2 separate regions of the Mus musculus genome follow, and region 1 is linked to region 2. A link is a contact called in public HiChIP or PLAC-seq data. All regions are on one chromosome and are shown on one strand. The core of a region is the stretch at or near the end of the contact, and the rest is flanking DNA. Distances in the headings are between cores, read along the strand shown. Region 1 holds the start of Traf5 (TNF receptor-associated factor 5). Region 2 has its middle 31 kb from the start of Slc30a1.

Region 1 (4,383 bases), core at 1,805-4,304, 220 kb before region 2:
AATGGAATCTAATTCCCTCTTCTGGTGTGTCTGAAGGCAGCTACAGTGTACTCATAAAAAAAAAATAAATCAATCTTTTTTCAAAAAGAAGAGTTCTCTTTGGTGGCTTCCTTTTTAGGCTGTTACATGGGGGGTTGGGGTGGTGGTATCATCTACCATTAGGTGATAGTATGGGCTTCCATGCCCCTCTTTCTCAACTGCATCTGCAGTCATCATCACTGCCAAAGTAGCTTCCTTGATCTTTACAGTCAGCTGGAGCTCAGATCATGGCCTTCCTCGTGGTTTCTGGAAACAGCCAAGACCATGAACATGGCCACCTGCTGCACCAAGATCATGGACCCAGACAAAGCCCTTGAAGGCAGCATGGGTTCAGATATCACTGTGGCCTCTGGTGGCAGCAAAGGCCACTCAGATCAGTATGGCCTCTGTTGGCAGCACAGCCCACCAACATGGCTTCAGACCAGAGCATAGACTGCAGATATATGCATGGTATTTGGTGGTAATATGGGCCACGGACATCGACTCGACCCCACCGCATCAGGACCACACATAGCCTTCATGGGACCATGAGCCATGGTGGTGCCTCCATAGAGGTCCAATCCAGAGAGTGAACCGTTCCCCATCTTGGGCCTCTGCCATTTCCCAGAGCTAGGACAATCCCGTGGCCTGATAGTGTGTTTGGAGCTGGGGGATCAGCATCTGTCTACGCTGTGAGGTGCTGCACATCATCCCACCGACCCCACTATCCACCTCAGCCCTCTCTCTCAGCCTCTCCCTCTTCTCGGCTCTAGCTCTGCCTCTCCTCATAGCGCACAGTGCTCTGCTCTTCCGTCTTTCCCCATCACCACAGCACATTTGTTCATCTTAATGGCGTCTGCAGGCCCTGGGACAGCCTTTGCCCTGTCCAGCTTCTGCCTACCTGCCCTGGAATTATGCTTTTTGTCCTCAACTAACACATGACTTCATCAGTCTTGTTGTATAAACTGAGGGAAATAATGCATTCGACCAACAGGTGGCAGCCTTCCCTCTTCATCAGACTGCCCAGTCACACCAACCAGTTAAACCACTGGTGGTAGGTAGAGTGTCCTGAAGAATCATATATTTGCCCTTTCCTTCTGAAGAAAGAGTTTGTGTATCATGCCATCCTTCTCTTTATAAGTGACTCTAGTTTAAGGACTAGTAAATCAGTTTACTATTAAATAGTATATGGAAATAATGAATACTTTCAAAATATTGAAATAATGCTCAAATCTGGCCCTGTCTTCATGCCTGATTTGACACCTGCAGAGACATCTTCTCTTGTCTCAAAACAAAGCAAAACAAAACATAAACTTTCTTGAAGGTACATGAGAAAAATAAAACATGATTACGTAGAAAATTGGATGTGACGGTGTACGCCTGTAATCACAGTGTTCAGGAGATGGGGGAAGAAGGCTAGTAGTTTGAATGAGCCTCAGCTGCATAGCAAATGTGAACCAGCCTAGGCTACAAGAGACTGACTCTGGGATCAACACCACAAGCTGGGAACATATCCTTCACTTCTGACTACTCTGATATTAACACTAAGAGCACTGGCTACTCTTCCAGAGGACTTGAGTTCAACTCCCAACATTTATGTGAAGCTTAATAACTGTCTGTGACTCCAGGTCTCTCTTCTGGTCTCCACAAACACCAGGAATACACGTGGTACACAGACATGCAAGCAAGCAAAATAAAAAATAATTAAAAAAATTTAAATGTACGAGACCACACTTCTCCAATCCCACCAAAAAAGTCCTATCTATTCTCATTTAGACTTCTGTCTGTGAGTCCGGTGGCCACCATTTGGAACACAATAAGAACTTATCCTATCCCAGTTTTGGACTTCATCATACCAAGACCTTGGGTCTCATATTTAGAACAGATTGCTTCTTTCAGAACCATAGCTACATTAGTCATTTCAGACATGGTCTTTCCAGTCTATATTGCCTGTTTCCTATGGTGTCTAAATCCATAGGGTCCTGTCACCTTGCAGTCATGTGAAAGAAGGTGGAAAGTAAGGTAAATAGATGTATTGTTGGGAGGGTTAGGGAAGGAGAGGACTTAGGCTCAGTCTCTTTCAGTTCTCACAAGAGTAATCTGGTCCAGAGGGCCAAAGCATGCCCACGGGAGGGTTTAATCTCGATAACCAAAGAGTTGCACCTGGGTGTTGGGATCCTGTTGACTATTCCACCAGATCCCACATCCGCTCCCAGCTGTTGCCCAGCTCCAATGCATACCTGTGTCCACTGCAAGGGCCCTAGTACTCTCTTCTCTCCGTGATGAACATTTGATGCTCAAGACAGCTAAGTATTTCCCGCGTTTGTCTGACTTGGAAGAGGTTAGATTTGAGATGCTAGTTCACTTCGTTCATACAGGCTGCAATTACTGTGGACCTGTAGAGCGAATACACTGTAACAACTCTGTGCTAGGATTTGGGAGGCAAGAATTCAAGCTCTAGCCTTGGGTAGGTCCACTCAGTTCTCTCTAGACCGCAGATAGAACGCTCATAGTTCAGGCACCCTCCACCAGGTGGCTCTGAAGACCAGGAGAACTAACTGGGACGCTTTTGACAACAGAACATCAGAGAGACTGTCAACGTTACGCTAACAGCAGAACGAGGACTGGCAGATTTGTACTGGACTGCAGCAAGTTCAGGGAAGAAGTGATTTGAGCCAGATCTCTGATCTTGAGCAAACGTGTCTACTCAAAGAATAAATAGGTTTGGGGGGTCGGAGGGAGGCTGATTGAAGAGCAAAATATATACAATTCAAAGGCGCACAAGATACTAATGTTTCTAGAAAGAGAAGCCTAGGCTTCTAGGGTCTGGGTGATTCCCAGCATCTAGAGGGATACTTCGCCCAGCTCAGGTGAGTTTCTGGCCGCTGTCAGAAGCCTCACGCCCCGCCGCTTGGGCGCCATGACCACGCCCCCATCCTCGGCCCTGCCTCTCGGGAGACATAACCACGCCTCCACCTTCAGCCCTGCCTCTTGGGCACCCTGACCACACCCCCATCGTCAGCCCCGCCCCTCCCGGAGCCCGCCGCTGGAGCTGGCCTAACCCGCTGCTGAGGCGAAGCAGCCTAGTGCCCGCCGCCGTAGGGCGCCAGCGGAGCTCCGCGAGCCCCGCAAGTGGCGAAGTCCGGGTGAGCTAACCGTCCCGGCTCCTCAGAAACCGAAAGCAACTCAGGGTGGTGAGCCGGAGGCGTGTGTGGTAGCGGGCGAACTGAGGCGACGCGGGACACCCGCGCCCGGCCGAGGGCACTTTTGCAAGACTTGTGAGCACAGCCCGTTAACGTGAGCTTAATGCCAGGGTCTCGAGCCTGCGCCGGTGCTATAGCGCGTGCTCGATTGGAAACAGAACCCGACTCTGCAGAAGGTGAGTTCCAGATTTCAGCAGACCCGGGCGCCTAGAGGTGAGCACCCACCGCAGGTTGGACGGAGACAGTCCTCACACCACTGCTTGACCCCCTTGCCACCCAACTGTGAGGTGTTACAGTTCTGAGGACAGTTCTGAGGACTTTTGTTGCGGATCCCTCTGGGCCATTCTGGTTGGCTTCTTTCTTCCTCAGCCTCTCCACTCTGTCTGCTGACTTTCCATATTTGGCTATTTTACTTTCGTGAGAACTCTGTTTATCTCGCTGCGGCAGGCGCGGGGCTCGTCGGAGTCCAGTTGTGGGCTAAGGTCTGTAAAATGAGGAGAGACTCCCTTCTCCCCAATCCTCTCCATGGCCTGTGAAAAAAGGCATCCAGCTTGTTGCAATAAACATCGGGCATAGGTGCTGTGTGAAAACTAGATTAGGGCCAAAGAGGACGGTTCCCTTTTCCAGGAATATACACATTTTTTAAAAGTCTTAGGGAATACTTAAAATGCAAAGAAATTGGTTAAAGCATTTCTGAGAATAGAACTTCCTGGGTGTGTGAGAGATAATTTTAGACAGCAAACGTCTGGGTTAACGAGTCCTCCCCAATCCAGAGATCCTAACATAACTGAGAGTCTGGATAAAAACCTGACACCTTGGACAACTGATTTAAACAGAAAAGGCAGAAATTACAGATGGAAAGATGGATGGGAGATGAAGGTGGGAAAGGTAGTGAGTTCAGGAAATGGGTTGTCTCCAGACTCTGGACTGTAGTCTCCCTGGTCTCTTGTAGGGCTAGCTGTGGAAAGGGGCCACAACAGAGAAGGGTGACGTTCTCAGGGTCCCTGGCTAAGGCCGGTGGTGTGGGACAAGGATGGCCGACGTCAGTGGAGAACCCACTGGATGTGGGTGGATGACATAGGGGCCCAGCCACTGGGAGTAAGAGCTTTCCTTTTTGGGGTATCTCAGGGTGACTTGCAAAGTTGGGGAGCCAAAGCCTCTG
Region 2 (4,360 bases), core at 1,098-3,597:
CCCTCCTGGCTACAGGAAGCCTTCTTCTCCCCTCAGAGTCTTCTGCACCCTGCCTGGGAGTTGCTGGGGAAATGGAAAGAGCCGGCAACAGAAGAGGAAGCAGAGATTCAGCTGATGATGCCTAATAGTGGAAGGCATGTCTCAGGCTGGAAAAACCAACCAGGGAGCCCCCACCCCCACCCCCCACCCCAGTGAGGCAATGGGAAGGCTGCAAGAAAATTCTGTTTAATGAAAGGGGAGGTGCTTCTGAGGAGAAAGACCCCAGCTCTCTCTCCTTTCTCCCCACCACAGCTGCTTGTTGAACCCTGCGGCAGCCAAACCGGCCAGCCTTGAACGGTGTCAGGGGTTACTCCCGTGGAACAGCTAGGTCATTAACCTCTGCCTGCTTCTCAGGTCAACAGCGACACCACAACCAGAGCCAGCTAAGGCTCCTTCTCCTGCGACAGACTGACATCGACTAAGCAGGTCCACAGGACCTGAGAACTCGCCTTGTCTAACACTGAGGCCCATAGGGGATGCCCGTCTAGGTGTTACACTAAACTAACTGCTGCACGTTCATCACCCACACTAGAGCTGGGATGAAAGCGAACCCATAAAGTGCAGAGCACATGAACATGGGGACCCAAATTTGAGCCCAAGAACTCCATTTTGGAAAGCCACATTAGATGGTGCACACATGTGACAGTGTACGCTTGTGCCCATCAGGGGTGCACACTCATGAAGGCATACACTTGTAATCTTGGCATCAGTAAGACAGATGGATTCTGGGAGGAGAGCTAAGTAGCTATCCAGGCTGGCCTACTTGGCCAGTTCTGGCCTGAGAGAGAGAGAACCCATCTCAAAAATGTTGTAGAGGCACCTGAAGAACAACACCCAAGGCTGATGTTTGGCTTTCATAGGCAGTCACATGTACATGCATTCACACACACACAGACTCACACACACTAACACACACACACAGACTCACACACACAGGCTCTCACACACACACACAGATACACACACTCTCACACACTCACAACCAGGCATACACTCACACACACAGACTCATACACTCACACAGACTCACACACACAGGCTCACACTCACACACACTAACACACACACAGACTCACATACACAGGCTCACACACACACACACAGACACATACACTCTCACACACTCACAACCAGGCATACACTCACACACACAGACTCATACACTCACACAGACTCACACACTCACACACACAGGCACACACACACACAGACTCATACACTCACACATACACTCATACACTCACACACGGACTCACACACTCACACACACAGGCACACCCACACACCGACAGATAGACACATACAGACTCCATACACTCACACACTCACACACACACCAACAGACAGACACACACACACACCCAGGCACACACTTACACACAGACTCACACAGGTTCACAAACACACGGACTCACACAGACTCACACACACACACCAAGAGACAGACACTCACACACACACAGACTTACACACACACAGGCACACACTCACACACACCGAAAGACAGACACACACACACACACTCAGACACTCACAAGGAGAACATAGCTATTCCCCAAATCTCCGATCAAGCCTTGATCTCATCTCTTCAAGCCTGCTTCAGTGGCTCTGTGAGGGGCTGTATGGTCAGTGAAGCAGCCACAGTGTCCCTGCCACACACAGTGCTGCTGCCTTCTCCACTGTCTGTCAGCTGGGCACCACTTTTGCTTGGTGGTGTGCAGAGCCCCAGGCTGACAGAGACACTTCAGAAGCAAACAGCATGTTTCTGCATAAGTTTCCTGCCCCTCTGGGTACCTTTGTTCTTTCTGAGCTTTGGGACATTTTCAGGAGGGGAGGGTGTTTTGCATCCCCTGAGAAGCTGCAGGCTGGGGATCTCATGGCTTCCCTCTAGGAGCACCACAGAAAGACCCCTTGCCCTCTACCCAAAGCTAACAGGCTGCTATTTTGAAAGCTCAACAAATCTAGAAGTTCAGAACCTCTTAGGTTCTAGTTCAGTGGTTCCCAACCCGTGGGTTGCAACCTCTTTGAGGGTCAAACAGCCTTTTTATGGGGGTCACATTCAGGCATCCTGCATATCAGATATTTACATCATAAGTCAATGCCCAGAAGTACTGCTTGCTGTCTGTGAAAGGAGCCAGCTGGTCGACAGGGGTCAAGAAGGATGAAGCTTAGGGCATTAGGCTCACATTCAGGCTACCCAGGGAAGAGTCTGGTTGAATACCCGAGACAAGGCTGTGAACAGGTCCCATGCAGCCCTTACTTCCTGGGTCAAGCTGTGTGAGGATGAGTCAGCAGATGGAACCGCTCACAGCAGAAGTGAGACCGTGAGACCGCATTTGTGGGTAACCTCTACTTGGTGCCACCACTGTCCTCTGAGCCTGTGACCATCCCGCTGGTGCATCCACTCCCGGATTGCAAATTCCATTTTCCAAAACTAGACCTTGAAGCTGCAAAAACCTCTAGAAAGCCCCTCCCACTTCCCGTATCCTTGTCCTGTTCACTAAGCCTGAGAGCTGCTTCTCCTAAGGCACGAGCATGTTTGCTGGTCCTAACTCCCGGCATGCAGTTCCGTGCTCTGTATACTGCTGTGATACTACAAGCTACTTGGGGAGGAAAGAGTTTATTTAAGCTTCCAGCTTGTATAGTTCATCATTCAGAAGAGCCCAGTCAAGGACTGCAGCAGAGATCATAGAGGACGCCCATTACTGACTTAATCTCATGACTTGCTCAGCCTGCTTTCATCTATAACCCAGAACCACCTGCCCAGGGGTGGCACCTCCCACAATAGACTGGGCCGTCCCACAACAATCAACCATTAATCAAGAAGACACCCTATAACTACCCAACAAGCCAATCTAAGAGAGATATTTCCTTCATTGAGATTCTCTCTTCCCAGATGACTCTAGCTTGTGAAAGCTAAGCGGCACAGGAAGTCCTCCCAATGTCTGTTGGGTACACGTTATCAAGCCCCGGGCCCTGTGCCAGGAGGTTTACCTGTATTATCTCATGCTCACAGCAAGCCCAAGAGGCCAGTGCTTTGATTCATGCTTTACAGATGAAGAGTCGGAGCTGACAGGGATTAGAGTAAGCTTCCTGCTCAAGAGCCCCAGCCACCGTCTCCTTGTCAAGTGTCTACCTGTACCCGGAGGATTCTGCAGGTTCTTTAATGTAGTTGAAGACGTCTATTTTACAAAAGAGAGAACAGAGGCTCAGAAGGGCCAAGGCAGCCATACCTCTGCTTAGGCCTGCCCCAACTTCTGCTTCCCTTGGACTGGATCCGACTTGTGGACCCTGATTCAGGTCATGGTGGCCCAGTGCCAAGAAGGACCCTGTGCCTTAATCCTCCTAGGAAGGGACGAGTCAGGAGAGTAAGTTGAGGAGCTGAGGGGTAGGTATATCGCTGTAACCAAGCCTGTGGCCACATAGGCGAAGCTTGCTGATTGCCGTGTGTTTGGCCAGAGTGGCTTCAAAGATGACCACACCTGGCTCATCCTTACCACAACACAAACGTTCTGTGGCTCACTGCCAGACAAAGGGAGCAGTCATCTCTCCGGAGGGCGTGGCGCACACACGGGAGCCCCCAGCAAGCATCTGAACCTCTGATTCCTAAGATGCTGTAAGGGATCACTGAGAGTCAGGCATGTTTTATTACCAGCTAAGCTTTCTTGATCCTGTTCCCCAGCCACTAACATTGACCAGCCCTGCCCTGCCCTGCTCTCCTCAGCTTTATCTTCCCAGGGCTCTTCTGTCTCACTCACATCAAATTGTAAATATTAACCTATCTGCTCCCTGCTTCCTGTGAGAGAGAGAGAACGCTCAAGAGCACAGTCTCTGTCCCTTGCTCGCTGAGGCTGGAATAGTCAGACCCTCCTGGGGCTGGGGAGAAGGCTGGAGCAGAGGGCTTGCTGGTCAGGCCCTCCCACCTGCATAAGAGTCCCTTGTAACAGCTGGGAAGATGGCAAGAGGCAGATCTCTGGGACTTGGCTCCTTAGCCAGACCAGCCTACTTGGTGGGCTGCAGGCCAATGAGAGACCTTGTCTCAAAAACCAAGGTGGGGTCCATGAGATAGCTCAGCAAGTAAAGGTAAGAGCCTGATAACCCAAGACCAATCCCTGTGACCCACGTGGTAGACAGAGAACTGACTCTTGCAAGTTGTCCTCTGACGTCCACACGGGTGCCATGGAAAGCACAAGCCCACACACGTGCACATGCATGTACACAAAGAAAAATAGTGTGTGTGTGTGTGGGGGGGAGGCCAGGTGGTGGAGGGCAGATCTCTAATCCCACTCAGCACTCGAGAGGCAGAGGCAGGTGGATCTCT

Evidence for each region. HiChIP or PLAC-seq counts read pairs in DNA pulled down with a chosen protein or histone mark.
Region 1: an H3K4me3 HiChIP or PLAC-seq map of bone marrow-derived macrophages shows a contact between it and region 2, with 5 times the contacts expected there. The contact joins the promoter of Traf5 here to the enhancer-like site in region 2. A contact is called at or near these places in 18 of 39 promoter capture datasets (the 3T3-L1 cell line, 3T3-L1-derived adipocytes, HPC-7-derived erythroid cells and 11 more), 1 of 484 Hi-C or Micro-C datasets (bone marrow-derived macrophages), 10 of 115 datasets of contacts at active chromatin or transcription factors (the SCID.adh cell line, bone marrow-derived macrophages, embryonic basal ganglia and 4 more) and 2 of 9 other capture datasets (embryonic stem cells and pancreatic islet).

The regions. Positions count from the first base shown.
Region 1 is chr1:192,091,270-192,095,652 of GRCm38.p6, reverse strand. It overlaps Traf5 (TNF receptor-associated factor 5), which reads left to right and starts at 3,054. Exons shown (of 14, transcript NM_011633.2): 1 at 3,054-3,397.
Region 2 is chr1:191,873,883-191,878,242 of GRCm38.p6, reverse strand. No RefSeq gene overlaps it. Among named protein-coding and RNA genes, the nearest start is that of Slc30a1, 31 kb to the left of the region's middle. Within about 2 kb of position 2,347, at least 42 of the 459 cell types and tissues checked have an H3K27ac peak or open chromatin away from gene starts, as enhancers often do. A contact at or near this core is called in the SCID.adh cell line, bone marrow-derived macrophages, liver and 1 more, where this site is marked.